Linked DNA regions of Pan troglodytes: region 1 is linked to region 2. The links are chromatin contacts, called in public HiChIP or PLAC-seq maps. All regions are on one chromosome and are shown on one strand. Each heading gives the region's core, a stretch centred on a gene start, on an enhancer-like site or on the middle of the called end of the contact. The rest is flanking DNA. Distances are from core to core; before and after follow the strand shown.

Region 1 (2,700 bases), core at 95-2,594, 130 kb after region 2:
AAATAAGCTCCCAGCTGCCAGATGGAGCTGTAATGTTGCCACCTCTACTGCCACCATCTGGTAACATTAAAAACAAATAAAAATATAGAAACTATACAATTCTGGGTCAGCCAAAGTCAAATTTCCAACACAACTCTTTCTCACACACAGATCTTTGAAACTGTAGAATGCATTCAAACTGATTTGTTCTTTAGTTTTCGTTACTTTCAAATAAACTATATTACAAAAGTGTCAAATAGCAAAATATTTTAATTTTCTCAAATTCAGGGAAGATGCTTTACGACGTACCTGCTTTTCGATTTGTTCCAAGACCTTTGGCAAATTACCTTAGAACTCCATAGGTATCTTGAGGATAACTGAACCTTTTCCTAACTTAAATCATAGACTGCCAGACGGAAAAAAAAATGTCCTCGATGTTTTTAGTCTCTTACTGCACAATGTCAAGATATTAGCTGGGTTATACAATAGTTGCCCTCTGCATACTCACAAATGTTAACTCCAGTCCTTTTTTGTCTTCCCTCCCCGCCTAAGAAGCTACCAGGTCACATGCTGGCGGATACGCAGTGGCGGAAACCTAGCGGTGACAGGGAAGGACAGCCCTCTGCCTACTGATCTGCAGGTTTCTCCTCCAGTTTGCTCTTACACCGGGTCCTCCGCTCGGACCTTAGCCCATTCATTTGATGATTCTCTCCCAGTTCGTTCTTCCACTGGGTCCCTTGCTCAGCACCACCCAAAATAACCACCAGCGCAGCGCCGGCTGCACCGCCGCTCCCCGCCCCCGCCCCCGCCCCCGCCCCGTGGGGCTGCACCTGCCGAGGCCCCGGCTCGGCTCCGCGATCACGGTCGCGGCCCCCGGGGTCCCCGAGGGGCTTCTGCGCACCGAGGCAGGCGGGACTGAGCGGCACTCTGAACGGGCTCCCCTCTTAATGTCCCCTCGCGCCTGAGCAGTTCCGGTCCCGCCGGCGCAGGGTGCGGGTACCCGGGCCATGCCGGCCCAGAGACCGCCGCCCCCGGGACCGCCGCCCACTCGAAGCCCCTGGACGACCCCGCCGCTTACCGGCTTCGGCCAGTGGGGCGCCCGGTAGAAGAGGCGTGCGGTCCGTGCTCTCCTCGCCATCATTCCGGGCCAGGTCTCGAACCGGAGACCTCATGACGCCTACGTGGAGCAGGTGTACTCGCCACCTGGCAGAGAAGGGTGCGCCGGCCCGACAGCCCGAAGCCCCCGGGCCGAGCTGGCTGGACCGGGCGGGGCGGGGGCGATGACACCGCCCCGCGGCCACGTCTAGTCCCCGCGGTCCCGCCCAGAGGCGGCCGCGCCGACTCCGCCCCCGCCGCCATCTTAGGTGTGGGCAACTCTGGCTTGGGTTGGACTAGGGAAGCGGAGTTCTGGGAGTTCTCGTAGGATTGGCGCAAAGTGAGCTCGCCCCGCCGGTCTACGCATGCCGGGGAGCCGGTGTTCAGACGACTGTCTCCCGCTCCTGCACCCCCTTGTAAAGTGCAGGGGCCACCCTGCCCGCAGCGAGGATGAGTGGGGGCTTGCGGGCGGGCAGTGGGGACTTGAATTGCACATAATTAAGGGGAGGGCTTCGACCGAACTAGGGAAGTGGGTGGTGTGCATTTCACAATTTGACATTCACTTGTTAGCAGTCAGTTGCCATACTGTTAGCAACCTTTGTACTATCTACCTCGTGACTGTGACAGCATATTGTCCCTAAAATAGCTTTTTTTTTTTTTTTTTTTGGTCTCCCAGACAGGGTCTTGCTCTGTTGCCCAAGCTGGAATGCAGTGGCGCAATCGCAGCTCACTGCAACCTCCAACTCCTGGACTCAAGCGATTCTCTTCAGCTCCCCCAAGTAGCTGGGACTACAGGGGCATGCCACCACATCTGGCTAATTTTGTTTCTACTTTTTATTTTTGTAGAGGCGTGGTCTTATTATATTGCCCAGGCTGGTTTCGAACTCCTGGGCTCAAGCAATCCTCCTCGGCCTCCCAAAGTGCTGGGATTACAGGCGTGAGCCACTGCTCCTGGTCCTAAAATAGCTTTTAGGCGGAAAAACAGCAATGGAAATTTGTTGAGTCCTATGATGTTGCTGGTTTTATAGGTAAAAATAATCAACATAGGTAGTTTCAAATGGTTCGACCTATGGAATCCTCTGATGTATGTGTGCATGTTATATCTCCACGATAGAATTTGGATAGATTGTGCTAGCATTTGCGGACTCTGAAAGTGAAACTAGGAAAACCCAGCTCGCCTTGGCAGGGCAGATCTGGATCCGCCAATAAAGGCTGTCTCTGTGGAGGTAGAAAATAAGATGTAGATGCTCTCGGAGAGTTTGGTGTAGACAGGGAAGACCCGCAAGCCACTAATTCAGCAAACCAGGTTAGAAGCTTAGTGAGGTCCACGTGAGAACAAAGGGGAGGGTCCTTTACCTAGAAGGGAGGGCGAGGATTTCTGTAGGCATCCCTACCTCCAGATCAGTAAATGCTAGGAAAGTTCTCAAGTTAAAGCAGCAAATCAAGCCTTGTTTCTGAGTTACTGAATTACCATGTAGATTTTTACACTCTCTAAGGGTTGTAGAAAAATGCAATTTTCAAACTTGATTATGCAGAGTCACCTGGCAAATCCTTTTAAAATCTAGATTCAGATTCAGCAGATCTGGTGTGATGGTTAATTTTATGTGTTAACTTGCTGGATGTCTT
Region 2 (2,700 bases), core at 133-2,632:
AGAAGCAACCAAAAAGCAAACTTTTATAAGTAGGATCTTAACTATTAACATCCAAATCTACTCACTAGCAATACGATTACAGAAGTCACCAAAAGCAAAACTATTTCATAAGTAAGGTCTTAACTATTAGCATTCAGATCTAAACCACTCCCTAGTTCTGGGGAAATCACCTAATGATTCTGCTGGTAAAACTCATTTTAGTTGATCTTTCCCTTTCTGGTATTAAACATACCTCAGCAGCCTCCTTCTCAAATTTTTCAATGGTTCTTTTGTCGATGCCACCGCATTTATAGATCAGATGGCCAGTAGTGGTGGACTTGCCCGAATCTACGTGTCCAATGACGACAATGTTGATATGAGTCTTTTCCTTTCCCATTTTGGCTTTTAGGGGTAGTTTTCACGACACCTGAAATGGAAGAAAAAAACTTTGAACCACTGTCTGAGGCTTGAGAATGAGGCAAGATCCAAACTCAAAAAGGGCAAATTCCAAGGAGAATTACATCAAGTGCCAAGCTGGCCTAACTCTTCAGTCTCCACCCACTCAGTGTGGGGAAACTCCATCGCATAAAACCCCTCCCCCCAACCTAAAGACGACGTACTCCAAAAGCTCGAGAACTAATCGAGGTGCCTGGACGGCGCCCGGTACTCCGTGGAGTCACATGAAGCGACGGCTGAGGAAGGAAAGGCCCTTTTCCTTTGTGTGGGTGACTCACCCGCCCGCTCTCCCGGGCGCCGCGTCCTCCATTTTGAGCTCCCTGCAGCAGGGCCGGGAAGCGGCCATCTTTCCGCTCACGCAACTGGTGCCGACCGGGCCAGCCTTGCCGCCCAGGGCGGGGCGATACACGGCGGCGCGAGGCCAGGCACCAGAGCAGGCCGGCCAGTTTGAGACTACCCCCGTCCGATTCTCGGTGGCCGCGCTCGCAGGCCCCGCCTCGCCGAACATGTGCGCTGGGACGCACGGGCCCCGTCGCCGCCCGCGGCCCCAAAAACCGAAATACCAGTGTGCAGATCGTGGCCCGCATTTACAAGACTATCTCGCCAGAAAAAAGCGTCGCAGCTGGTTATCAAAAATTTTAAATGGCTAGAGACTTAGCGAAAGCAGCGAGACAGGCGCGAAGGTGCCACCAGATTCGCACGCGGCGGCCCCAGCGCCCAAGCCAGGCCTCAACTCAAGCACGAGGCGAAGGGGCTCCTTAAGCGCAAGGCCTCGAACTCTCCCACCCACTTCCAACCCGAAGCTCGGGATCAAGAATCACGTACTGCAGCCAGGGGCGTGGAAGTAATTCAAGGCACGCAAGGGCCATAACCCGTAAAGAGGCCAGGCCCGCGGGAACCACACACGGCACTTACCTGTGTTCTGGCGGCAAACCCGTTGCGAAAAAGAACGTTCACGGCGACTACTGCACTTATATACGGTTCTCCCCCACCCTCGGGAAAAAGGCGGAGCCAGTACACGACATCACTTTCCCAGTTTACCCCGCGCCACCTTCTCTAGGCACCGGTTCAATTGCCGACCCCTCCCCCCAACTTGTCGGGGACTGTGGGCGATGTGCGCTCTGCCCACTGACGGGAACCGGAGCCTCACGCATGCTCTTCTCCACCTCAGTGATGACGAGAGCGGGCGGGTGAGGGGGCGGGAACGCAGCGATCTCTGGGTTCTACGTTAGTGGGAGTTTAACGACGGTCCCTGGGATTCCCCAAGGCAGGGGCGAGTCCTTTTGTATGAATTACTCTCAGCTCCGGTCGGGGCGGGTTGGGGGGGTGGTGACGGGGAGGCCGCCTGGAAGGGACGTGCAGAATCTTCCCTCTACCATTGCTGGCTTAGCTCCAAAGGTTGTATTGAGATTAGGGTGTACCTTCGCCTCTCAATCAGCCTCCTGTCCTCAGCCTTGCCATCTCGCTAGTCCGGGACAAATCCCTAGAGCGTCTTCCTCTGCGGGTCTCAGCCCAGCCCGGGGTTGGCTCCTCCTCCGCCCCGGCTTCCGCGCCCCTCCCGTGTGGCAAGGAGTACCAGGCCCGGGGACCCCGAGGGGCTTGGGGCGAAGGGTCGGGACTGGGGGCCTCCTTAACGGCTCACGGACTTGCGAGAGGTTCGGCTCGATGGCCGTGAAAGCGACGAATCCGCTCCTGTTCTGGCCTCTTGGCTCCTTCCATTCAAAGCCAGCTGCTTTTATGGAAGCCCGTAACACGTCATCTCCCCCTGGTACTCCAGATGTCCAGGCTTTCAGTTTAGAATAGACTCAGTCCTACAGTTAGCTTTAGATCTAATTCTAGTTTTGTTACGCCAAAAAGTTCCTGCGAGTGTGTGTGTGTGCCTCATGGTACTTTTTAAATTAAAAGGTGTACAGTCATTTGATTGCAAACATAAGGAACCTAAAATGCTTTCAGATTTTCCACATGATCTCATGTAGAGACTAAGATCTACAGCATCAGCAAGTTTATCCACCCAGTTTCCTAACCCCAACACTTGCTATGAAGTCACAGCTTCTCCTATTTAAATAAGTGCCTATTATATTTAAATAAGTGCTGTCGTTTTCTGTCATCCTATAGATTGTAACTGCATTTTAGCATAAATCTAGGGCAAGATTGGATGAGCTTGGCCTTTTTGGATGGCTATCAAGGCAGGCCTTGGGAAATGCTCCTCTGAGGAAAGAAGAACGTTTATTTTTAATGAGCTAATTACTAGATCATTATGTTTCT

Evidence for each region. HiChIP or PLAC-seq counts read pairs in DNA pulled down with a chosen protein or histone mark.
Region 1: an H3K4me3 HiChIP or PLAC-seq map of stem cell-derived excitatory neurons shows a contact between it and region 2, with 6 times the contacts expected there. The contact joins the promoter of SLC17A5 here to the promoter of EEF1A1 in region 2. A contact is called at or near these places in 1 of 7 Hi-C or Micro-C datasets (stem cell-derived neural progenitor cells) and 1 of 1 datasets of contacts at active chromatin or transcription factors (stem cell-derived excitatory neurons).

Annotation. Positions count from the first base shown.
Region 1 is chr5:85,593,900-85,596,599 of NHGRI_mPanTro3-v2.0_pri, forward strand. SLC17A5 (solute carrier family 17 member 5) reads right to left here and starts at 1,345. Exons shown (of 11, transcript XM_009451561.5): 1 at 1,058-1,345. The coding sequence starts at 1,151.
Region 2 is chr5:85,462,598-85,465,297 of NHGRI_mPanTro3-v2.0_pri, forward strand. EEF1A1 (eukaryotic translation elongation factor 1 alpha 1) reads right to left here and starts at 1,383. Exons shown (of 8, transcript NM_001009165.1): 1 at 1,351-1,383; 2 at 233-406. The coding sequence starts at 376.